2 separate regions of the Mus musculus genome follow, and region 1 is linked to region 2. A link is a contact called in public promoter capture Hi-C data. All regions are on one chromosome and are shown on one strand. The core of a region is the stretch at or near the end of the contact, and the rest is flanking DNA. Distances in the headings are between cores, read along the strand shown. Region 1 has its middle 12 kb from the start of G6pc. Region 2 has its middle 11 kb from the start of Tubg1.

Region 1 (7,106 bases), core at 2,239-4,738, 230 kb before region 2:
ATCTTTTCATGCTCTCCCGCCCTTACATTTCCTACACGTTCTTCCTTTTATTTATCGTGTCTTGGGGTGTGTGGCGTACGCATGTGTGTACGAGTGTGCACCGGCCCCTGCACGTGCATGTGGAAGCCAGAGGTCAAAGGTCAATGTCAGCTGTCTTCTACTTCTCTCCACCTTATTTTTTACATTAAATTATTATTTTTTATTTATATTATTTTACTTTATGTGCTTGAGTGTTTTGCCTGCTTGTATGTACGTGTACTATGTGTGTGCCTGGTGCCCACAGAGATCAGAAGAGAGCATTGGATCCCCTGGAACTGGAATTATAGATGGTTGAGAGCTGCCATCTATAGGTGTTGGGAACAGAACCTGGGTCCTCTGTAAGAGCAGCAAGGGCTCTCAACTTCTGCGCTATCTTTCCAGTCCCTCCACCTTGTTTTTTTGGGACAGGTTTTTACTGAAGGCAGTACTTGCCAGTTGGGCTAGACTAGCTTATAAGTGATTCCCAGGATCCACCTGTAGTCACTCTGGACCTCAGTGCTGGGATCGCAAGTGAAATCTCAGCTTGGATGGGTGATGGAGACCAGATCTCAGGTTCTCACGCTTGCACGACCCTTCTACCTAGATCCCCTAGGTCTTCACCACACTTTGAATGTCCACTCCCCTCTCATGCCCCTCCCCAAGCCATCCAACTGTTAACAAGACAGGCCTTTTATAAAATAGCTCTTTCCACTCACCATGCAAAAACCATTCAGTGGCTCCCATGGCTGACAGAATGAAGCTCAAGGTCAAGTTCACACAGTGTTGGATCCCAGGTTATCTTTCCAGTCTTGTTCCCTAATGGCCCCTCTTCGAGGTCCCCACACCTCATAGACATTGTGCCCTAGTTTTGCTCCTCTTTCCACTGGGACTGTCACTTCCTTCTGCTGCACATGTCCATATTCTAACCATATTCAAGGTCAAGCTATGTAAGCCCTCTCAACACTGTGACCCTCTCCTCTGACTAAAGGAGCTGACCCAACCCCCCGTAGCACTTAACTGGTCCTAATCTCGGGGCACCAATCACATTGAAGCATGCACTGAAGTTGTTCTGTTCATGATTTGAGTCTTCTCCTTCTACGTCGAGCCTTGAGGGCCAAGCCAGCATTTCCTTCAGTCTCTACAATTAAGCTCTGCTCACCTATGAGCTGCTCAGTGCGAGTGTTGGTTGGATGATGGAGAACATGCTCTTAGCCCTGGCCCTGGCCCCTTTGCCTTTGACGGTGCCTCGCTTCTTATCAGGACATGAAGTTACATCTTCATCCTTTGAACATGAGTCTGGTCTTGTGACTTGCCTTGGGTAATGGGATGTTGGCAAAGGAGAGGCAGGAGGCTGGAGGAAATGGCTTAGTTGTAGAGTAGTTATTGGGCAAGTGTGGGGTCATGAGTTGGGTTGGATCCCCAACACTTGCATAAAACGTCAGCCATAAAGTGTGCTTCTGTAACTCCAGAGCAGGGGCAGAGCCAGGGACAAGTAGCCACTTAGCAAGGACCAATTTCAGTGAGAGACCCTATCTCAAAAATAAAGTGGAAGGCCAACTAGATGGTTCACTGGGTAAAAAATGCTTGTTGCCAAGCCCAGGGACCCGAGTTTAACCTCTGGAACCCACAAGTTGGAAAGAGATAAACAACTGCCACAAATTACCCTCTGACTTCCACATTCACACAATGACAATGTATCCACCCCGATGCAAAACAAATAACTGTAAAAAAAAAAAAAAAAGACAGCAATTGAGGAAGACACTGGTCATCTGGCCTCCACAAACAAGTATATGTACTTATGTATAACACACACACACACACACACACACACATTACTGAGTTGATATAGGAAAAGCCCTAGAAAGTGTTTTCTCTCTAGAGCTTGCTCACTTTGGGCTGTGGTTGGCATCCTAGACCACAGTGGCAAGCCTCCAAAAGTCATGTTGCTATAACTGCAGCCATAGACACATAAATAAAGCTACTTTTCACAACCTAGACCCTGTCCACTAACCAGATAGCTGCAGCCTTGTCAGGACAATCCAGGAGAAAGAACCGCTTGGCTAAGCTTAGCCCAGGCTGCCCACCCTTTGTGGGTAAAGTAAATTGTTTTGTTGTTTTATGCCACTAAGTTTTTAAAATGACTGCTTACATACTTACTGAAATAGTTTATTGCTAGGTGGTAGTGCCCCCTCATCTTTAAGTCTGGCACTCGGAAGAAAGAGATAGGTGGACCTCTAAGTTCAGAGGCCAGCCTAATCGAGAATGAGTTCCTATACAGCCTGGTCTACACAGAGAAACCCTGCTTGAAAAACCAAAAAGAAAAAAAATAGCCTATAAATTCCGGGTAATAAAATATTAAATAATAGCTATATGCACTAAACATTTACGATGTTTAGGACTATTTTAAGAAAATGAATGGATTAATTTAATCCCCTTTTTAAAAAACCATGCATATATATATGCATATATATTAATTTAATTCCCTTTTTAAAAAACCATATATATGCATGGTTTTTTAAAAAGGGAATTAAATTAAATTAAATATATTTAATATAATTATATATTTAATATAATTTTAATATATATTAAATTATATTTAAAAGGGGAATTATATGTATACATATACATATACACATACACATACACATACATATACATATATATATATGAGTATGTTGTAGCTATCTTCAGACACACCAGAAGAGGGCATCGGATCCCATTACAGATGGTTGTGAGCCACCATGTGGTTGCTGAGATATGAACTCAGGACCTCTAGAAGAGCAGCCAGTACTGAGCCACCTCTCCAGCCCCTTGATTCTCATAAAAATCATGAAGTAGGGGGCTGGTGAGATGGCTCAGTGGGTAAGAGCACCGACTGCTCTTCCGAAGGTCCAGAGTTCAAATCCCAGCAACCACATGGTGGCTCACAACCACCCGCAACAAGATCTGACTCCCTCTTCTGGAGTGTCTGAAGACAGCTACAGTGTACTTACATATATTAATAATAAAATAAATCTTTAAAAAAAAATCATGAAGTAGGTTTTATTACTCTCCCTACTGCACAGATGATAAAATTGAGGTAGTAGGGATGTTAGATAACTTGTCCTAGGTCACACTGACTGGATTCAATCCCAGCAGTGTGGGTCCAGAGGCAGCATAATCACTAACCTAAAACCTGCACCCCATCGCTTCTGCTTGTCCAGAGCAAGAAAACAGCAACACATTGAACCGCTGCCCCCAAAGGGTTCCCTCCCTCCCCTCGCAGCTTCCATGAGTTGGAAGAGAAAATTGTGGCCCAATTCCTCTGTCCCTGCCCCTACTCTGTAGCCTGTTGGGTCTACCTCCAAGTTCAGGGTTCCTTCTTAGGTGGGGGAATTACTTTTCAGACTTGCTCGTATCCACCTCCCAGAATCCTTTGTCTTCAGTTCCTTCCTACAACCTTTGCTGGACAGGAGTTTAGGTAAGAGCAGTGTCCCCTGGAAAGGAAGTGTTTGGGCCTGCCATGTCAGTATTGCCCTTTGGCCTTATGTCCTGTCCTAAGCTGACAGTGCAAAAAAAAAAAAAAAAAAAAAAAAGTGGGCTATTCACCTGGGAACTTTGGACTTCCACCCTTTTTGAGGGAGTCAAATCGGAAAATGGATGTGAAATGGCTTTTCAAATTTTAAGACAAAGAAGTGATGTGACTCTGATAATGACCATGATGACTGCCTGTTCCAATTTCAATAGAGATGCATTTAGGCTTCCGTATGGGTGCAATGTCAGGCTGAGCACTGGCCCCAAGGACAGTTGGACTTGCTTCAAAACCTCCAACTCAAGCTGGGCGTGGTGGCACACGCCTTTAATCCCAGCACTCGGGAGGCAGAGGCAGGTAGATTGGTAGATTTCTGAGTTCGAGGCCAGCCTGGTCTACAAAGTGAGTTCTAGGACAGCCAGGGCTGTATAGAGAAACCCGTCTTGAAAAACCAAAAAAAAAAACAAAAAAAAAAAACAAAAAAAAACCCCAACAAACAAAACCTCCAACTCATATGTGTGTGTGCATGCAAGTCTCTGTGTGTGTGTGTGTTTATGTGTTTGTGTGTAGATCAGAGGTTATCATTATGCACCATCTGGCATTGATTATTTATTTATTTAGGTTTTTCAAGACAGGGTTTCTCTGTGTAACCTTGGCTGGCCTGGAACTCACTCTGAACTGCACAGGGAAACTGTATCTTGAAGAACAAAACCCGAACCAAATAAATAAGAGTACTTGCAGCTTGCAGAGGAATTCAGGAGTTTGATTCCCAGAAGCTACACAGCAGCTGACAACTGTTTGTGAAGGACTTCTAAGTTGGCACAGGACCCTTCAAGAGCAAGTTCTCAGCACAAAGGAGATTTATCTTGAGAGACAAAGGGCAGGGAGTGAGACAAAGACAGGAGACAGAGGATGAGGGAAAGGGAAGGGGACCAATGGAGATTGCCTCCGGATAGAGAGGAGACAGAACTGTCCTATAGGCAAATGGAGTGGAGATTTATAAAGGTAAAGGGGAGAAACCCCCATGTTAGGATGAAGTGGTTTTTTTTTTTTTCTTTTTTTTTCTTTTTTTCTTTTTTGAGACAGGGTTTCTCTGTATAGCCTTGGCTGTCCTGGAACTCACTCTGTAGACCAGGCTGGTCTCAAACTCAGAAATCCACCTGCCTCTGCCTCCTGAGTGCTGGAATTAAAGGTGTGTGCCATCACGGCTCGGCTGAAGTGCTTATTTTCGATTGGGCATCTTAATTAGATGAGCCAAAGGGACTTTTGATTGTTGAATTTCAATACTTGACGAGCTGGACCTTGGACCTGAGGAAGAAGTGGCCAAATAAGGGGATAGACCCATGGTGGCTAGCCCTAGGAATGTAATCTAATGGTTTTTAGCAAGGCAGAGAGAATGGTGGAAGGACCAGGCCTGTGAGAGATGTTTGTCATGCTTGGGCCTGCTAGAGCCCCTTCAGTTTGTAACTCCTATTCTAGGAGATCAGATGCCCCCTTCTGGCCTCTGTAGCTGATATATGCACATGGTGCGCTAATATCAGGTCCTTATGCCTGCAGAACAAGCATTTCCCCACTCTGAGGAACTCTAAGCAGGGGACACAGGTAGGCAAGTCAGGGTATTGAACCTCCCTCAGAGTATACAGACTGACACAGGCAGGAATCAGGGAGAGCTGGCAGCTGTGTACTCGGGAGAAAGTAGCAGTAGCCATCAGTGTCTGAGCTGAGTTTTAGTGGATGAGGAAGGTGTCATCACATGGAGTGGGGGAGCAGAGGTGATTGGACAGAAGGGTCTGCTTAGTTAGCGTCAGGAAGCATCAGGTAGGCTGGAGAATAAAGGGCTGACCCCCTATGTGTGGGAAGCTCTGAAGATTTAAAGGAGCAGTTGGCCAAGGAAAGATTGTAGGAGAGAAGGAAGGTAGGAATTCACTTACATTGTGCCTGCTTCTGGGGCTGGGGATATAGCGCTATTGGCAGAACGCTTGGCTAATGTGCATGAAGCCGTGGATTCAATCCCCTGGATTGCACAGACCTGATGTTGTGGTGTGTGCTTGCACCCAGCTCTGCAGAGGTAGTGGCAGTAGGATCAGAAGTTCAAGGTCACTCAAAGCTACCTAGTGAATGGGAGGCCTCCTGGACTACAGGAGACCTTATTGTAAAAATTAAAACCTGGAAGATTAATCTGAAAGCTAGGTATGAGAACCATGTCTGGGCTCACGTGTCAGTACCGGTCCCCTGATGTCTGCTAGCGTATTTCAACCATTTCTGGATGGAACTGTTTCAGTTAAAAAAAAAAAAAAAAAAAGCCCTGAGTCGCAATCTGGATTCATCTGTGCATCTAGGATCGTCTTTTAGAGAGAATCGGGATTCGACGCAGTGCTACCTGGAGACCAGGTTATTTATTCACCTGATCACAAGAAACAGTTGGTTTATTTCCAAGAGAGAAGCAAGGCCTGGGATCAGCGTCTAATGGGGTGTTTCCTGCTCAGCCTGGTTCAACCCCTTGAGCCAGCATAAAAGTAGGAGAGAACTCTTCGGGCTTGGGCTTCAGTTCCGGCAACATGGCTAATCAGGACCCGCTATGGTGCCTCCCTCCGGAAAAATGGTAAAGAAAACTGAAATCAGCCAGCACGCCAAGTACTCTTGCTCTTTCTGTGGCAAGACCAAGATGAAGAGCCGAGCCGTCGGCATCTGGCACTGGGGTTCATGCGTGAAAACTGCGGCCAGCGGGGCCTGGACCTACACCCCCACCTCTGCAGGCACAGTGAAGTCTGCCATCAGAAGACTGAAGGAACTGAAAGACCAGTAGAAGCCCTGCCGTCTGAGACTTGCCTAGCCTGCAATAAACGGGTTATTTACGTTAAAAAAAAAAAAAAAAAGTAGGAGAGAATCAACTCCATGGAGTTTTCCTCTGACTTCACGTACACTATGGTATATATACATGCGCGCGGGCGCGCACACACACACACACACACACACACCACTAGCTCACTCACACTGGGCTTGGGTTGTGCACCAAGGAGTATTGAGTTTGGTCTGATGCTGTTCTATATTCAAATTTTAGCTAAATACCAGCGCCCAGGGTCTGCTTGCCCCCAACAACCAGATCCTCAGATGCACCAAGTGATGCTTTGAGAGCTTCGCTGCCCAATTTAAAGCTGTTGGTTAAATAAAAAATGCCAACAGCCAATTACTGGGGAGAATAGAATGAGGCAGAGTTTCAGTTACTGGGCTGGCGGTTGCAGGTAGGGACCTCGAGGAAGGAGAGGCGAGAAGATGAAAAGGGAGCATAAGAGAAAGAAGATGGAGAGGGCAGGTCTCCATTAGGCAGGATGGACCAGGAGCATGGGCCTGAGTGGAATGCCCCCTGAGGATGGACTGATGGAGCAGAAATAACACGATTCAAACTGCAGGTCCTTGGGTAGCACAGTTGGGAAGCAGACAACAGTCTAGCGTTAGAAAAATAGACTAGGAGAATTCCAGTAATTGTGCAACTGCTGATAAAATAATTCCAGAGGACTTTGCTGCTCTGCTGCTGTTACTGGGGGCCTGGCTGGGTCATATTAATAACTGAGAGTTT
Region 2 (6,222 bases), core at 2,865-5,364:
ACACACCCTTCTACCCACGCTCTACTTCCCAACTCCCACCGCCACCCCCACTCCCCAACCCTCACAGAACTATGGACCTAAATGATCCTCCTGTCTCAGCTTCTCCATAGCTAGGACTGTAGGCATAGGCCACACCTGAACTGATTGGTTTTATTTTCAGATCTTCTGCAGAGTTTTATGTCTATGGGGAACAATTAGAGAAAAATTAAAGTTAAGCCTTTGGCCCAGTGAAATGGCTCAGCAGGTAAAGGTGTTTGCTGTCTGACAGCCTGAGTTCAGGCAAAGAGACAACTGACTCCTCAGAATTATCCTCTGAGCCGGGCGTGGTGGCGCACGCCTTTAATCCCAGCACTCGGGAGGCAGAGGCAGGCGGATTTCTGAGTTCAAGGCCAGCCTGGTCTACAGAGTGAGTTCCAGGACAGCCAGGGCTATACAGAGAAACCCTGTCTCGAAAAACCAAAAAAAACAAAAAACAAAAAAAAAAAAGAATTATCCTCTGATCTTTCATAAGGTAGCCACATATTCATACATAATAAACAAGCAAATACATAAATAAATATAATAAAAAGTTAAATAAGAAACCAAAACAAAGAAAATGGGCTTTCAATCTTCTGCCTGCTTTCCGGTAAACAAGTGTCCTTAACTTTTTGCCACCAGGAATTGTTAGTATGGATTTGAGATCCCAAGAGGATGAGTCTATTAAAAATATTTTTATTTGTATATGTCTGGCCTCCATGGGCTCAGGTCAGACATACAGGCAAAACAATAACAACAACAACAACAACAACACAGACACACACACACATGGCCACAAGCTGTGAACCACATGTCCAGAACATGAGCCAAGAGAAAGCATCCATATTCAAATCCCAACGGTCTCCAAGGCAGTGCCGGATGAACAATCCTAAAGCGAAGACTCACCCACACCTCCTCCTAGCTCAAGAACCTCCAACTTCAGTGCTCACCGTAGCACGCTTCCGAGTGCTTCCTAGACACTGGGTCACCGGGACTGGTGTATTGATTTAGAGCCAGAGGTCCTGGGGTTTCACTTACCAGTGTGTGAACTCGAGGAAGTTCCTTATCTTCCTGTGCCCGTTTCCTTCTGATGATAAATGGCAAACATCCTTCCTCAGAGAGTAGGATAATCCGTGTGTGCGTGAGTGTATCATGCAGGGTAAAGGGCTCCCGTACAAATGGTAGCAGTCCTACATTCCTCCCTCTATCACTGGAAACCTTAAGTGGGGCTCCTCTTGAAGCTTAACCACCCTGCAACCAAGTTTTAGTTTTTATTATCATTTAAAATTGCTACTTAGTGGTTTTGAGAGATGTCTTAGCTGTTGGCGGGTGTGTGTGTGTGTGTGTGTGTGTGTGTGTCTTGGTTTGGGTTTTCAGCACTGACAGGGCAGCTCATAACCCTGTTCCAGTTCCAGCCGGAGCCAACCCCATCTGACCTCATGTGGTACATGTGGATGCATGCAGACAGAACACTCATACACATAAAATAAATCTTGAGGATGTTCTTAATTCTTTTTTTTTTTTAGATTTTATTTATTTATTATATGTAAGTACACTGTAGCTATCTTCAGATCTCATTATGGGTGGTTGTAAGCCACCATGTGGTTTCTGAGATTTGAACTCAGGACCTCTGGAAGAGCAGTCAGTGCTCTTACCTGCTGAGCCATCTCACCGGCCCCATGTTCTTTTTTTTTTTTTTTTTTTAAGATTTATTTACTTATTATATGTAAGTCAGATCTCGTTACAGATGGTTGTGAGCCACCATGTGGTTGCTGGGATTTGAACTCCAGACCTTCGGAAGAGCAGTCGGGTGCTCTTACCCACTGAGCCATCTCACCAGCCCCGGCCCCATGTTCTTAATTCTTACTTTTTGACTTATTATTAGCCTGTATGTGTGTGTGTGTATGTATGTGTGTGTGTGTGGTGTGTGTTTGTGTATGTGTGTGTGTGTGTGTGTATGTATGTGTGTGTGTGTGTGTGTGTGTGTGTGAGAGAGAGAGAGAGAGAGAGAGAGAGAGAGAGAGAGAGAGAGAGAGAGAGAGAGAATACATGTCATAATGCCATGTGTGGGAAGTCAGAGGGCAGCAACTTTTGGAATTTGGTTTTCTCCTTTCACTGTGGGCTGCAGGGATTGAATTTAGGTTATTAAACTTCCACCAGAGGAACTTGTGTTTCTTTCTTTCTTTTTAAAATTAGGATGGTTTTATAAAAGAAAAGAAGAGAGAAGAAAGAAAAGGGCTAGGGAGACGCTCAGCTGCCAAGAGCTCTTGTTGGAGGCCCGAGGACTGAGCTCAGTTCCAAGGCCAGCTGCTTACAAGCATCTGTAGCTCCAGCTCCCTCTTCTGGACTCTGCGGGGACTGCATGCACATGAGTACATACCCACATGCAAACACATATGCACGCGATTTAGAAAATAATAAAGATAAATCTTTTTTTTTTTAAAGCCTCAATTTCTCTGGGCAATATGGATACAATAAAAACTACTGGTGGGTGTGGTGGCACCTACCTTTAACTCCAGTGCTCGGGAGGCAGAGGCAGTTGGAGCTGAGTTCAAGGCCAACCTGATCTACTGAATGAGTTCCTGGAGAGCCAGAGAAACCCTGTATCAAACAACAACAAAGGAAAAAAAAAAAAAACCAACAGTCAGTCAGACTATGGATCATTCAGTTAAAGCAGAGACTCTCCAGAATTTTCTACGGAATTTAATACTGTCTCCCTCTCTTTTTAGAAGTCTTTACAGTGAAGAGGACACTAAGACACAGAAGCAAAGGGAGAGCGGGAGGGAAGGCTGCAGGGAGACACACAGGCAGGGCCCAGAAAGCCACCATTCCTCATGAGAGTGTTTATCTGCCAAGCCATCTGGCCAGCCTTTCAGTGTCTATTTTTAGGAAATGCTTGTGTCAGCTGGGTGCAAATGCATGCACCCCTAATCCTAGTACTTGGGGAGCTGAGGCAGAAGAATCACAAGTTCAAGACAAGGCTAGGCTACAAAATGAGACCCTGTCACAAAACAAAGAGGTGATCCAACCACTTGTGATAGGGTTAAAAACTGGAATGTCGATTTTATTTAATCTTTTTTTTTTTTGCTCCTTTTTTTTTATTTTTAAGAGTTATTTTATGCATATGTTTTGCCTGCGTATCCGTATGTGCACCACATGTGTGCCTGGTGCCTGAGGTCAGAGGGCATCAGATCCTTTGGTCTTGGAGTTACAGATGGTTATGTCAACTGGCATGTGGATGCTGGGAACTGATTCTCTGCAAGAACCAGTGCTCTTAACGACCGAGCCATCTCCGCAGCTCCCCAAACACCAAACTTTTTGTTTCTTTTCCAGAGTAGAGCCTTCCTCGTCTAAGACACTGTAGAAAGAGTATGAGGTGAGGCATATTGGAGGTGGCATTAGCAGAGTGTGTTTTCTCTTGGATTTAAACTGGCTCCCCGCGGAGGAGTGCCACTTTCTGGGGAGGTGTAGAATGTTTATGGCTGATGGGAACACTGGATAAGACTTGATGGACTAACGAGCCTACCAACTCCTTGTCTCGTGGCTACATTCACCCTTGCCACTTCTGCTTGTCGCTTTGTCGCCTCTTGACCTAACCTCAACACATTCTCCCAAGTTACTGTCCCTAGGTTTCAGGCTCGCTTGCTCAAGTCTATTTTGGGATATGTGCTTCCTGCTCCAGGGCTCGGTCTCACCCACGTTCCAGGGCCCCTGGAGTTACATCACCTCTCTTGGAATATTCTGAGAACATCGCCTTTAAATGGCTAGCTTTCTCTCGTCGTCGTTTGGTTAAAGACAAACCTGTTCCAAGCTTGGGCATTCTGCTTTCTCCACAGCGTTTTCATAGCCACCCTTGCTGTCTAGTCAGGGCACTTTATAGCTGTGCCTCGCAATACCTCTGACGACAAGACCTTTTCCCTACCAGTACCACCTGCTGCCCCGACTCCCAGAGGCCTCTCTTTCCACCTGGCCTCTGCACTGCCCTCTGGATGACACAGTTTGGGGTTTGCTGCTGGCCAAGAACTGGGAGGGGCTGCCCCCGTTGTCTGTCTGGGGTGTTGGGTGATCTGGAAATAGCCTTGGGGGAGGGGCCTGGCTGAGGCTGGTATTGAAGTGCGGACCATGCTTGTGACACCTGGTACTCACCAGTCAGAGAGCATAGGCGTCCTTGTGGAGTTACTCCTCCCTGCTAGGCAAACCTAACTCACCCTCCCTCCCTCCCTCCCTCCCTCTCTGCCTCCCTCCCTGCCTCCCTCCCTCCCTGCCTCACTCTTTCTTTCTTTCTTTCCTTCCTTCCTTCCTTCCTTCCTTCCTTCCTTCCTTCCTTCCTTCCTTTCTTTCTTTCTTTCTCTCTTTCTTTCTTTCTCTCTTTCTTTCTCTCTTTCTCTCTTTCTTTCTCTTTCTTTCTCTCTTTCTCTCTCTCTCTCTCTCTCTCTCTCTCTCTCTCTCTCTCTCTCTCTCTCTTTCTTTCTTTCTTTCTTTCTTTCTTGACAGGGTTTCTCTATGCAGCCCTGGCTGTCCTGGAACTCACTCTGTAGACCAGGCTGGCCTCGAACTCAGAGATCCATCTGCCTCTGCTTCCTGAGTGCTGGGATTAAAGGTGTGCGCCACCACACCCAGCATAAGCCCCCCCCGGGGGGGGGGTGTCCATACCTGCCTTAACTGGTTCCCACAAAGGAGGGCTCAGGGATTGCTTGCGCCCTGAAGATGGGCCAGTAGACCACTTATGCAGAGGTCTCCAAAAGATGAAAAAAGTTTGGTCATCAGGACTAAGGTCAGCAAATGGGGCCGGGCAGTGGTGGCGCACGCCTTTAATCACAGCACTTGGGAGGCAGAGGCAGGCAGATGGTCTCAACAAAAAAAAAAAAAAATCAGCAAATGGGAAGGACTATGCTTAGCACCCAGGGGTGCAGAAATAGGAGGTGGAGCTGAGGGGGGGACCAGGTGCACACTGGCTTTCACAGAAGTCACCTTCCTCCTTGAGAGGGAATAGGCAGCTGGTTAGTCATGACCATGCTGCCTGTCCCTGAGTCAGCTCCCTGTAGGTCTTGGCAAAAGATAGGGACAGGCTGGCCGCTTGAACCGTGGCCGAATAGGCTTGCGGACTCCTCATTCCTAAGACAGTCTGAGACTTGGGTCTGACTGCCTGTTTCCTGCCCGTTAGTTCTTCGAGGCTTTTATATTATCGTAGGGGGCTGGCTTGTATACTGGTCCCTCTGTTGACTATGAGGCAGGCAAGGGCTCTTCCATGGACTCAGCCTCCCAGCCTAGGGAGAAGTGAAGTATTTGCTTAAAACATCCTGAGCTACCTTGTGCCGTGAGGTGGATACTTGGCAGTTGATGATATTCTCAAGACAAGAATCAAACATGCTTTCTCTGCATGAGCGGACAACGAGATGGGCTCATCTTATGGCCACAAACCCCCCCCCCCCCCCCCCCCCCGCCAGGAATGAGCAGATTCGACACTGTCCTGGGAGATATAAAAGGAAGCGTATTGCCATGGTTAGTGACAGTCACCGTTGCTGGGAGTGTAGCTTAGTGGCACAGTGTTCACTTAGCTTAATCCACACAGGTTCTAAGTTTGCCCCCCAGCATCACACAAATGCGGTGTGTATGTGCCAATAATGGACCCATATAACCTAGTCCTAGTACAAGGCAGGGGCAGGGGCAGAGAAACAGGGGTTGAGGTCGGGGAGGGGCTGGAGGTGGAAGGGGGAGGAGCATGGCAAGTCTGAGGTCAGCCTGGGCTACGTAGTATAATATAATCTCAAAAAAAGGGAAGAGGGGCTAGCAGCTAAAGACACTTGCTCTGGCAGAGGACCTGGATTTAGTTCCCAGCCCCCATACAGTGGCTTGTAACCATCAGGAACTCAATTCCACAGGGTCCAATCCCTTCTTCTTTTCACCTCTGTGGGCAACCAGGCATACACATAGTACGCATACACACGCGTGGAAATAAAATGAATACATCTAAAAACATGGCTTGTTTGGCTATTCCTTAAAAACAAACACAGGAGCCGGGCATGGTGGCACACGCCTTTAATCCCAGCACTCGGGAGGCAGAGGCAGACAGATTTCTGAGTTCGAGGCCAACTTGGTCTACAGAGTGAGTTCCAGGACAGCCAGGGCTACACAGAGAAACCCTGTCTCGAAAAAACAAAAAAACAAAACAAACAAACAACAAAAAAAACAAACACAGATGCCAGG

What was found. Promoter capture Hi-C pulls out the DNA fragments that hold promoters and counts their contacts.
Region 1: a promoter capture Hi-C map of liver shows a contact between it and region 2, with 1.6 times the contacts expected there. The contact joins two enhancer-like sites. A contact is called at or near these places in 3 of 39 promoter capture datasets (the HPC-7 cell line, cranial neural crest and liver) and 2 of 115 datasets of contacts at active chromatin or transcription factors (effector CD8 T cells and memory CD8 T cells).

The regions. Positions count from the first base shown.
Region 1 is chr11:101,352,538-101,359,643 of GRCm38.p6, reverse strand. No RefSeq gene overlaps it. Among named protein-coding and RNA genes, the nearest start is that of G6pc, 12 kb to the left of the region's middle. Within about 2 kb of position 3,488, at least 24 of the 459 cell types and tissues checked have an H3K27ac peak or open chromatin away from gene starts, as enhancers often do. A contact at or near this core is called in liver, where this site is marked.
Region 2 is chr11:101,128,038-101,134,259 of GRCm38.p6, reverse strand. No RefSeq gene overlaps it. Among named protein-coding and RNA genes, the nearest start is that of Tubg1, 11 kb to the right of the region's middle. Within about 2 kb of position 4,114, at least 20 of the 459 cell types and tissues checked have an H3K27ac peak or open chromatin away from gene starts, as enhancers often do. A contact at or near this core is called in liver, where this site is marked.